Linked DNA regions of Ovis aries: region 2 is linked to region 1. Evidence: chromatin contacts called from public Hi-C data. All regions are on one chromosome and are shown on one strand. The core of a region is the stretch at or near the end of the contact, and the rest is flanking DNA. Distances in the headings are between cores, read along the strand shown. Region 1 overlaps MLXIP (MLX interacting protein). Region 2 overlaps BCL7A (BAF chromatin remodeling complex subunit BCL7A).

Region 1 (2,700 bases), core at 152-2,651:
CCGTACGGCAATGTGTCTCCACACCTCTGGCCGCCAGACTGCAGCTTCTCAGGGGAGGGCCCTTCTAGTATCCCCACCCTAACCACCCAGCACAGAACTCGGCACAGCGCAGGGCCTCGCGCAATAATCCTTCACTGACTGAGTTAAATGGCCTTTGCCAACAAAGCTGGTGGCAGGCAAGGGACGCTCCCTGGAGGTACAGACTGCTCAGATGGTTTAGTTTTCCACGGGCTGTGCCAGAAGCCACCTCTGAGCTGCTGGCATAGGGCTTCCCCTCTCCAGATGGCTGAGATGGGCAAGGCCTTCTTTCTGGTCCATACCAAAGGGGGTTTTGTGAGTTCTTCATCACTGCAGGCCACAGCCCTGCCCTGTTCTCCAAAGCCACTCAGAGAGGCCATGTGACAAGCAGAGATGTGCCAGCAGTCACAACAGCTGGGGTCTTCAAAGAGAGCGCCTAAGTAATAAACGCTCCCCAAACCTGGGCACCTGGTTTCTTCATCAGAAGCTCTTGGCAAATCTCATACCCCATCCTCCAACCCAGCACCGGGCCAGGCTGTGGACTGTAGGAGAGAAGGCTGAGACCCCCACAGAGAAAACATCACAGCAAGTCCTCTGAGAACTGGAGGGTCAGACAGACAGCAGCAGCCTCAGCTCAAAGGGTCAGGGGCTTTAAGCCAGTCACATGCCTTTCTGCCCCTGCTCCCCCAGTCCAAAGGCACTTCGACTTCAGCTGTCACCCACATTCACAGCCAGCAGCCTGGTGTTTCTGAGTCTCTGTGCTGCAACTGCATACTAGAAGTGAACTATTATAGCCACGTAACTCCTCTGACATGCCAGTTTCCTGGGTAAAATCACAATAACACCATTGCCTCCAGAGTGTTTTAAGAAGGATTAAGTGTACACACACGCAGCCACATTCTTAAGACACACAGCAGAGGTAACCCCTAAAGAATATTTTTTTAAAAACCCACAAAACTAACCAGCGGGCTTAAATATAAACCCACCCTTACTTCTGCTTTGTTATGTAAGATGTAGTGGATGATGAGAGCGTAAGAGCGCCTTAGAGAGGTTGGATGACACCAACATCTTCAATTACTTACCATGAAATGGGTGGGAAGAGTCAGAGAGAGGCCAGACCCTGGAGGCTAGAAACCCGCTCTGATAAAGTAACTTTCGGGTTCTCATCTTCTTCCCCCTAAAGTGCAGGATGCCTGCCTCTTCCGACCATGGGGATGTTCACTGCTTATGTCCAACGGCTATCCCCCATCACCCCAGGCTTCTGTAATACCGCAACAGCCGACAGGCGGCGCTCAGCTGACACGAACAAGCCAGTCTGAAACCAAAACTAAAACCTAAACCGCCCTGAGAGCTGGAGAGGGTGCCAGCAGAGGCGATGGCTGATGGGACACTCGCCCACACACGGCAACCTGACTGCACACAAAGTGCTAGAAAAACGCGGGACACACATCTAGATGTCTCCTTACCGGAAGGGCTGCTCCCGCCTTTGATGTGGTGTCACTGTTAACCTTTGATGAGGACAGGAGACATTCCCCACGCAGACACCCACAGACAAGGACAGGGACCCTTTCTGTGGAGGCACCCCAAGTCTAGTTTCCTACGGGACGTACAAGACAGGCTGCTCTAAGGAGTTCTAACAGGCAGCTCCTTGGCAGGGATCCCTAGAGCAGGATTCCCAGAAAGCACCTACGGTCAGACTTCTGCTCCCCCCAACCCCACCCCAGCTTAACTTGGCTTCCAGACACGGTTGGCTGGGATGCTTCTTCGCCTAACTCAAGGTTCTGCCATATTCCTTCTTTAAAGTGTAACCAGAAACACATTATTAAAATTTCTGAGGTCTTCTCTGGTAGTCCAGCGGCTAAGACTTTGTTCCCCCAATACAGGGGGCCCAGGTTCGATCCCTGGTCAGGGAACTAGATCCCACATGCCCACAATGAAGATCAAAGATCCCACGTGCCATGACTAATGCCTGGCGCAAACAACTAAAATTTTAAAATGTAAAAAAGAAAAAAATATTTCCGAGACTACTGGCTTCGCCCTCAATAAACAAAAGACCTCCTCTGGCCTTACCTCCCAACCCTGCCTTCTTAAACATCACCCCCCACACCAACACCAGGGCTTCCTGGTTAGAACAGGGACCCTGGATTCAGCCCTTACTCTCCCAATCTGACTCCGGGAAGGCCAGGGTCTGGGTCTGACTCATCCGAGCACAGTGCCTGGCATGTGGGAGGTGTGATTAAATATGGAATGACTAAATGAAAGCTAAACTTCTCCATAAAGAAAAGTCTTCACACACCCCCTACCACGGCCGTCCTTCTTAGAAGACAGGTTCATGACACAGGGCAAGAAGTCTACAGCACAACAAACTCTCTCTCGAAACTGCTGCTGAGGGGAATGGCAAACTGAATTCTCTGGCAGTCTGGCAAGAGACTGCTTTGGAATGAAAATTAAAATGCAAGCCTTGCACAGACAGGAGCTGGCATTAAGAACGGGGAAGGATGAAACTGAGGCGGGGATTTAGGGTTCTGCTGGTTCTAGGGAAGATGAGCTCTGAACTCCTGGTCAGAGCATTCTCGGCAAAAGAAAGCAGGCACAGGCTCCAAGGTCTACTGCTGTGGGGCCCAGGCAGTGGTGGAGTCCATTCGTTTGGTCATGCAACCATATTTGCTTGTAAGGTATTAC
Region 2 (2,700 bases), core at 196-2,695, 65 kb after region 1:
CTATAGCCCCACAGGAACTGAAAACAAGCCTTCAAACTCATGTTTGCAGACAAATAATCACAGGAGCATCACTCACGGTGGCCCAGATGTCCATTAACAGATACGCAGATAAGCACAATGTGTCCACCCACACAGCAGAGTATTATTCAGCCACGAAAAGGAACGAAGCACTGACCCAGGCTACTATGTGCATGAACCGTGACACCATGATGCTGAGTGACAGACGTCAGTCAACAAAAGACACAGGGTGCATGACTCCATTTCTGTGAAAGGACCAGGAAAGACAAATCCACAGAGACAGAAAACACAGACTGGTGGAGGCCAGGGATAGAGGAATGGGAAATGACAGCTGAAGGGCACAGGGTTTCCTGTTAGAGTGACGAGAACTGTTTGGAACTAGACAGAGGTGGTGACTGTACAACATGATGAATGTGCTAAATGGTACTGAATTGCTCGCTTTAAAATGGTGCCTTGCATGCTATGGGAATTTCACCTCAATTTAAATAAAAGAAAAATCCATGTTAACCTTATATTCTAGTTCACATTATAAGTTTGCTTTAACAAACCTTTGCAGTTACTATTATCCTCCTTCTCTCTTGACTACGGACCTCTTTTTTTAAAAAAAGAAGCACTTATTTTTTTGGCTGGTGTAGGTCTTAGCTGTGGCATGTGGGATCTAGTTCTCTGAGCAGGGATCAAACCCCAGCCCCCTGCACTGGGAGCACAGAGTTTTAGCCACTGGACCAGGAGGGAAGTCGCGACAGAGCCCTTTCTGCCCTACGTGGTGGGCTTTGCAGAGAGGAGAGGGAGGTGGGGGCCCAGACGCAGGCTTAGAAATCATGAAGGTGGCGAGTCACCCACAGTGTGGGTCCACGGAGTCACGCTGACCCCTTGCTTGGCCCAAGAGCACAGCGGGAACTGGCCTTGGAGCTGGCCGAGCATTCCAGGCAGGCCCCGCTGCTGCGCCCTGGTTCTCTCAGCCCAAGGCACTGGAACTCACCCAGGGGAAATTATTTTCCAAGGGCCTAAATTTAGTCCAGGGACTTTGGACATTATGTCATTCCCTGAACTCACTTAGCAGTAAACAAGTTCAAAGCAAGGTCAACAGCTGGCGACCAACCTGCTCTGTCCTGCAGGAAGTGGACCCCCACCTGGGGAAGGCCCCTGACAGTGTGTAGGTGTGTCCCCTGGGCAAAGCTGGGCAACTGTGCCGGCCCAGAGGACTGGCCTGGCCGGGAAGGGACGCCCATGTGGTTCCCATGGACCTGAGGCAGCGGGTAGGAGTGACAGGGTCCTAACACAACAGCCATGAAAGCGTGGACCCGACAGAATTCCCGCAGCTGAGCGCTGGGAAAGGAGACGCACACCCGAAACACAGGAAAACCGAGGGCAGGCCCAGAAAGCCGGGATATGGCCACACCGGCCCTGCCCCTCATCGCTCCGCCCTCCCTCTGCCCCGCCCACCCCGCAAGCTCCACCTCCTTTCCCAGGGACCTGAAGCCTCCTTTCCCAGTGACCTGACGCGACAGGCAACTTTAATTTGTCTTGAGGAAACAGGAAGGTGCACAGGAGGTCATGCTGCCGGCCTGAGGCCACACAGCCAGCACGGGTTGGCCCAGATGTGACCAGCCCGTCCTGCATTCATGGCCCCGTCCCAGCACCTCTCCCCAGGTCCGGGCAGCGGCCCCGTGAGGAGGAGAGTGCTGTACACGGGAGAAGGCTGCACCAAAGTCGCTGGGATGGAGTTCTCAACGGGTGGTGGTGTTTTCCCCCATTCCCCTAGGGGACATCTGCCCCACCTGGAAACATTTTTGGTGTCACTAAAATGGGGGAGGATGCTACTGGCATCTAGTGACTGGGATGTTTCTCAGTACTCCACCATGCACAGGACACCCCCACAGCAAAGAATCACCCGGCCCCACAAATCTACAGAGCCCAGGCAGAAAGGCCCTGCTCCGGGGGAAGCCATTCCGCCCATGGCACGGGTGGAAAAGGGGGAGACCACTACACTGTAAATGCCCACTGCCCTTTGCCCCCATAGCCCCATCCACGGCCACATCCTCCAGACTCATTCACATCTGAGCAAAGGTGCCAAGGGACATGAGTACAAGATGCCTTTCAGCACCATCGGTGCAGGAGAAACAACTCAAATAACCCATCAACACGGAGACTATTTAAATACATCATGGTACAGTCACAGCTCTGAATGATAAGCTGGTAAAGAGAATAAGAAAGACCCGTATGTCTTAACGTGGAACTATCTCCATGGTGACTGTTAAGTGAGAGTGTTCTAAAACGGGAGGTAATCATCTCACATAGATGCTTCTAGGTACAGACTACCTCTAGAAGGCCCCACAACAGACCCAGCAGTGGTGGTCTGTTAGGGCACCTTAATCTGCTTCCTAATTCAGATCCTCCTGGCACATGGGCACATTCCCCTGACCTCCCCAGGTACTGCCCTGTGGTCCCTTCTGCCTGGATTGCTTGGTTCCCTCCTATCTCTGCTCATCCTTTAAGCCCAAGTCAGACAGCACCTCTTCCAGGGAGGCTTCCCAGAGGGCCCCAGTCTCCATTTCCCTATTGTATCTGACCACAAAGTCAAGACCCCTTATGTTCCAGGCAGTGCCAGAATGAGTCAGGTGGGCTATTTAATTCAGACTCAGATAACCTTTGCACAGAAAATCTAAAGGAATAGTCTCT

The links. Hi-C and Micro-C count contacts between places; a contact is called where the count stands out from the background.
Region 2: a Hi-C map of liver shows a contact between it and region 1, with 5 times the contacts expected there. The contact joins two enhancer-like sites. A contact is called at or near these places in 9 of 16 Hi-C or Micro-C datasets (blood, liver, mesenteric adipose tissue and 4 more).

What each region holds. Positions count from the first base shown.
Region 1 is chr17:53,275,295-53,277,994 of ARS-UI_Ramb_v3.0, forward strand. The region is part of intron 1 of MLXIP (MLX interacting protein); the gene reads right to left. Among named protein-coding and RNA genes, the nearest start is that of MLXIP, 40 kb to the right of the region's middle. Within about 2 kb of position 1,402, at least 26 of the 54 cell types and tissues checked have an H3K27ac peak or open chromatin away from gene starts, as enhancers often do. A contact at or near this core is called in liver and muscle, where this site is marked.
Region 2 is chr17:53,340,271-53,342,970 of ARS-UI_Ramb_v3.0, forward strand. All of the region lies in intron 5 of BCL7A (BAF chromatin remodeling complex subunit BCL7A), which reads right to left. Among named protein-coding and RNA genes, the nearest start is that of TRNAG-CCC, 6.4 kb to the right of the region's middle. Within about 2 kb of position 1,446, at least 18 of the 54 cell types and tissues checked have an H3K27ac peak or open chromatin away from gene starts, as enhancers often do. A contact at or near this core is called in liver and muscle, where this site is marked.